Regions from separate parts of the Mus musculus genome. Here region 1 is linked to region 2. The links are chromatin contacts, called in public ChIA-PET maps. All regions are on one chromosome and are shown on one strand. Each heading gives the region's core, a stretch centred on a gene start, on an enhancer-like site or on the middle of the called end of the contact. The rest is flanking DNA. Distances are from core to core; before and after follow the strand shown. Region 1 has its middle 120 kb from the start of Gm25138. Region 2 overlaps Il15 (interleukin 15).

Evidence for each region. ChIA-PET counts read pairs in DNA pulled down with a chosen protein or histone mark.
Region 1: a contact with region 2 is called in an SMC1A ChIA-PET map of the G1E-ER4 cell line, with 6 read pairs. The contact joins two enhancer-like sites. A contact is called at or near these places in 1 of 15 datasets of contacts at CTCF or cohesin (the G1E-ER4 cell line), 1 of 484 Hi-C or Micro-C datasets (nephron progenitors) and 1 of 9 other capture datasets (pancreatic islet).

What each region holds. Positions count from the first base shown.
Region 1 is chr8:82,527,594-82,530,649 of GRCm38.p6, forward strand. No RefSeq gene overlaps it. Among named protein-coding and RNA genes, the nearest start is that of Gm25138, 120 kb to the left of the region's middle. Within about 2 kb of position 1,613, at least 2 of the 459 cell types and tissues checked have an H3K27ac peak or open chromatin away from gene starts, as enhancers often do. A contact at or near this core is called in the G1E-ER4 cell line, where this site is marked.
Region 2 is chr8:82,386,117-82,389,331 of GRCm38.p6, forward strand. The region is part of intron 1 of Il15 (interleukin 15); the gene reads right to left. Among named protein-coding and RNA genes, the nearest start is that of Il15, 15 kb to the right of the region's middle. Within about 2 kb of position 1,700, at least 19 of the 459 cell types and tissues checked have an H3K27ac peak or open chromatin away from gene starts, as enhancers often do. A contact at or near this core is called in the G1E-ER4 cell line, where this site is marked.

The sequences.
Region 1 (3,056 bases), core at 363-2,862, 140 kb after region 2:
TCAATGCATAGGGAGTACTCAGAAAATGAAAGAAAACAGAAACTGAGGTGCACATGAGCCAGACAAAGGCTGCAAGGTAAGTCAGTCAGTAAATTACTTTCCTGGAGCTCTCACACACACATCAGAGCATGTGGGTGCAGGCTTGTAATGCTACTTATGGGGAAGGAAAGACAGGCAGAAATATAGGGATCACTGGGCATCCATCTAGCCTTTCAAACTTAGCAAACACACACACACACACACACATGTGCACATGTACACAAAGAGCCATGCAAGCAATTTAAAGCTAAGACAACTTCATTAATAATACAAAGCTTATAAAAGCCCTATGTGTAGTACTCCTTTACATAATGGTATAATATTGGCCCTTCCATCAATGGCTAAATACTGTAAAACATTTTACTAGCCAATCAATGTATGTCTTGATTGATTTATACTATATATTACTGCCATTTTCACTATACCTTAGATATTAATTATAAGCACATTTTTATCCTAGAATATTAGTCCTTTTATTTTTCTTGCCCTGGCATGTGTGCTTCGGATATTATATGAATCTCTTCAGAGTTTATGCCATGCTTTTGCATTCCTAACAGATTTTTGTGGCCTACAATAGCACTCCCATTTCACTCTATGTTCCTGGACATTGGGTCATCTTTGTATGTAGCAACTAATACTATTTCAATTCAGATGAATTTATATTTACCCATACATTTCCCTTATTTCAGATAATGTGTAAGCTTCCCAAAAGGTGTGTGTGTGCATGTGTGTGTGTGTGTGTTCATGTAGGTGCATGTTCAGGCATGTTAACGTGTGCACACAGTTACAGAGGCCAAAGTTCAATCTTGGGAGTAATTACCCAGTAGTTATCCAGGAGCCATGTATCTTATGTTTTAAGACAGGATCTCTTATTGGATAGAACTCTCTGAGTCAGGTTGGGTCAGCAACCACTGGTGACCTGCCTATCTGTGATTCTGCAATGCTAGGGTTACAAGCATGCACCACCATGCCTGAATTTTTCCATGGATTTTGTGGAGTTGAGTTCAGCCCTGTTTTGCTTGCTATATGTCTTTACCAACTTCACTATTTTTCCATTAGTTTTATTGTTTTAACCCCAGGATTTTTCTAGTGTGTAGAATGGCATATAGATACATCTTACTAAACATATACATTGTAACACATATTTTTTTTCTTCTTTCCTTTTGTTAACAGTTTTTGGTTTTCTGAGGAAGGGTCTCATTGTGTAGTCTTGACTGTTCTGAGACTCACTTTGTAGACCAGACCAAGCTTAAATAAGTCAAACTAAGGGCTGGAGACATTTCTCCTAAGTCTTATAGTTAGTAAACAAAAGTCCTGGAATTTGAACTCAAGTTGGCTTTTGTGTTTAAACACATTCTTGTATAGCAGCTATCACACATACCACCTAAAGGAGTGAATGCAGATTCTTCCAAGACCAATGACAGAACTGAAGTAAGCAAGGGTCTACGAAAAACCATGCAACGTATCATAATGCACAAAACATTGGTGAGTTGTCATACCCTTTTAAATTCACTGTGAGGTGAAGTCTGGCATGAGGTCAGGTTCCCCCATCTTAGACCCAGGCATTTCCCTCTCAAAGTGTCCTTCAAGATTCCCTATCCAGGGGTGACCTGGACTCTTAACTCAGTTAAAGAGAGGTTAAAAAACAGCACATAGCCCAAGAGTTAAAACATATGCTCTAGAGATAAGCAAAGAAGTACGATAACATAAGTCACAGCTGCTTATCCTGTGAGGCCAAAATGTCTGCCATGGAAACAGGAAGTTCATCTGTGAAGAGACAACTCAATGGGGGACTCCAGTGAACAGCCTCTTCTGTCCAGTCATCTGCTAAATGTTGTAAACTCACGATTGATGTTATATTTGTTTGCTCTCATATCCAAGCGATTACAGTCATATCTAATGGATGCCATAGGCACATAGTTGATGATGTTTTTGGTGTCTGCCTGATGCTTCTATCTACTGGATATGTATTTTTTAACTTTTGTTTGCTGTGCACTTATTCAATTCACTCATTCCAAATTAAAATATCATCCCCTGTACTGCAGAGCACACAAGCAATACATATGGATTCTTGTAGTCTTTGCTGAGCTTGTCGAAAGACAAAAGAACTGCTGGATTAGTTCACACACATGTACACACACACATGCACACATGCACACACACACATGCACAGATTCACACATACACATGCACACACGCACACATGCTCACATGCATGTAGCCCTGGTCACCTGCTTAGATCTGAGGCTGCCACTATCTGGCTCTGGTGCACCCTTGTCAGCCACCTTAGCATCAGAGCTATCCCTTCTGACCCTAAAAGGTGTTCAATTACTGTAACCTGAACAGAATCAACTGCATTATGTTCTTCCTTTTCACAATGGTCTGATGACTCCCCTACATCTGAGCTTCAAAAATCTTCAATGTACTGAAAAGAAATTCCCTGCAGACACTTTTCCAACCACATTTTAAATTCTACACATTATTTTGAGACAGCCAAGGTACAGCCACCTTTCCTGGTCACTGGAAAAATTTAAAATTATTGTTAAAGCACTGCTAAACTCTGCCAAATCCAGCAGTGTTACAATAAGTTTGTTTAAAGTTATATTGTAGGTAAAAGTTTATAAGCTGCAAGCATATATAGAGTTCTAAGTCTTCCTGCTTTTCCAGATTATTCGGAAAAGGATAACTATTTTTGTTCTCTCTTCTCAAAGCCTGCCTTTCTTGACACTCTAATCTTTCCCAGAAATATTCAGCCTTTCTTATTCAGTCTCCAAATCTTCCTTGCATGCCCTGTGGCTCTGTGGCCAGCTTACATGACACAGCTGTTCCCCAATCTCCTCTGGGTTGATGATAAAACATAAAGCAGCTTCCCTTTCTTGGGATTTTTCCTCTTCTAAGCTCTAATAAAATTGTCTGTGTGGCTTCAAATAAAATAAGAATAATAAAATAAAATGAAATTTAATGTTGTAAGTGCTTCTTCTGCTGGTTCATTTCCCTATAAATAAGAAAAGACACCC
Region 2 (3,215 bases), core at 450-2,949:
ATTTCTGCCTCACTACAGGCTGAGAGACACTGCAGCCATCCAATCATGGACTTTAAACTAAACTGTGAATCAAAGAAAATTATTCCTACTTCCCCCTCTGCATTGTTTGTCATATTGACACCAACAATAACAAGTACAACACAGTTTTATAGAATTCATATGCCATGTAAAAGCATAACATAAATCATCCCCATGTAAGCACGGGCCATAGCCTTCTAGGCAAGTAGCATCCAGTATACCCCTAACATTTGCTTACAAGAATTTGTTTCTAAAAAGGCAGAATCTCTGTCTGTGGATTGTTCTCTGAACAATGATAGAGGATTCACCATCTTCTATTATATTCTCATGAAGGCTACCATGTTCACAATTAAGTTACTAAAATAATGGTAGCTTTATCACATTGAAGCTGAAGAATTTTTTATAAAATCTGGATCCTCATCAACATTGTCAGAACTATGAAGGAGATGGGAAGCCAAGAAACATGAATATACATTTTAGTTCTGTCTTCAAGTAGCTTCATGGCCTTAGACAACTTATCTTTGAAATACAGAAATTATATTGGAGGTGACCCTAATTCAGTGTTGAAGTACCATACATAAAGTCATAGTTGACCACCACAGCATATATTGCCAAGTCTTTTCTTTCTTCAGAATATCAGATGTAGCAGCCCAAGAATTTCATCTAATCATCTTCTTTTTTTTTTTCAGAAAAGAAAACACACAGAAATTAAGTGCATTGTATAGATTTACACAGTGAGATAAAGTTTGGGTTCAACAATGTGTTTTGTCCCCCCTGCCCCGGGGCCTTTGCTGTTCCCCAGTTGGTTCTTGATCTGTCAGTAAAGAAGCCTCGAGACAATTGCTGGGGGCTTGGGGGTCGGGGGAGGAGGAATAGACAGGACGTCCAGGTCCCTAGAGGAAAAGAGACAGGTACAACTCATCATGCTTTGGAGAGAGAAAAGCTAAACAGCCATGTGAGGTCTCAGGAGGAATGGCCACTCACACAGGTGGGTGGTCAGGGATGTTTACTAGGGACTAGATGTATCTGAGCCACTAAAGTTTAGGGCAGGTGGGAGGTGCAGAGATAAGACTATTAATAAGGGCACACTTTTCCAGGTGGAAGATAATAGTACCCAGCAATTGTGCCAAAAGGCAAGTTGAAAATGAGCAGCGTATATGTATTTTATCCATGGATTCAAGGAAAACTGGGTGGGGTCTGGTAACACAGTCCATTCCCAGACCTTAGGCAAGGTAGGGAAAGCTACATGCAACACCCTCTCCCCAACACACATTAGTTATCTACTAGAGTTTACTTAGCTACCAAGAATATGTGAGCATTATGCTAGCTGCCCACACAAACTTTAGTTCCGAGATGAAGGCAACTTGTTCCAATTAAGTAGGATTGTGATGGTTAGTCTTGCAACTCTACATGAATTGACTATATATAAAGGTGTACTTATTAGTAGATTTTTGAATTGCTGTTTTACAGCTTATAATTAGCCATCCTACAGCATCAATACTATGATTCAAAATGCTATCACACTGCTATGAATTCAATCTACTGTTTGCAAATAGAGAGCTTAAGGGTCAGAACCAACCAGTGTTCCAGAGTAATTCTCCTTATTCTAACCCACAATAGCTCAGTTATCTAACTTCCTCCTTGACACTTTTGCTAACAGCACTCTCCTTTTTGCACTATCTGGCAGACCATAAGTATCCTGTCTAAACATGCTCTTATCGTTGTCTTCAGCACTTCCTTTAAGGTTGAAACAATGTTCTATCCTCATTAGCTTCCAAGAATATTTCTTCACATTTCTGTATTAAATTCAATATTTACTATACCTTTTTAAGCATACAGTTCTCCAATTTTGAAGGGTCTCATTTATCTTTACTCCCTTTGGAGCTTGACATTAGCTTTTTTTTTTTTTCCCTCATTACTAAGAATGTACTGACAGGTTTTTTTGTTGTTGTTGTTGTTGTTCTGTGTTATCTATTCAGTCTTCAAACCACAATTTGTCATGGAGAATTGTTGTGTCTCTGCTGGGAGATGTTGTATGATCTGTACTAATGTATTATGCTAGCTAGTGATAATTTACTGTTGAAAAATATCATAAACTTACTCTCTAGTAAACTTGCTGAACTCTCTAGTAAGTTTTAGTAATTTCTTGTTTTACATAGCTTTCATATATAAATTATGGAAGTTTACATTCTCCTAGTCACATTTTTATAAATGTTGATTATTACCTGTGAGAACTACTAGCAAATAATAGTCTTCGTATGAAGAATGCAGAATCTAAAGTGAGACCTGAGTTCAAACCCATTCTATCACCTTCTAAATGACAGCACTGAACAGACTATTTGAGTCATATGTGTCAGGGATAAAAACCAGACACACAGGAGAAGAAGATGTTGGATGAACCAGTACATTCCTAACAAGGGCAGCATGTCCTGATGCCTGTCTGTGAAGGAAAACAATGCATTTAAAGTCAGTCATTCTACACCAAGGGTACTCAACTCTAGATTGACAGCTACTAACTGCCCCATTAGATAATACATCTCTGGAGAGTTTCATGATTACTTATGTCTGTCTCTCACATAACTTGGCAGAGAACCATACACAGAGAGAGTGATCAGTAAATAGGCACTATTGTTCAGCAGAACTGCCCTGATGTTAGCCTTCCAGAACTAAAATCCACAGCTTGGAGGACCTAGTTGGTAAATAACAGTGGCTGGGGTTAAGAAAGGCCAAGGTTAGTAAGATAAGTATATTCATGCCAAGTCAAACAAGACCTCAGCAAAATTATGTCTTATGTTTCTTCACAAGCAACCACTAGGGCATTGCTTTACAAGAGATAACATCTAAAGCTATAAACTATAGATTTGTAAATCATCATTGGACTCACACTGTGACATTATAATTCTAAGATGATATATTTAATCTTTAATATTCTTGTGAGAAGAGGCAGTAGATAAATTGCATGTCAACAGCAAGCCTAGTTTTGTAAAGTTCCCTTATCCTCTTCTGTTGAATTGTTTCTAAAATACTTGGCAATGAGAATTAAGAAAACCAAAAGAGCCCTGTTCGAATGAATTTAGAGATTAGGGTTTGCCGTATTTCAATTTCCTTTCATTTATGAAAGCATTTTCTTTGTAATTGCAAATCTGCCCACTCTATAATAAAATGTGGCATAAAATATTAGACAGCCCTGGGTTGGT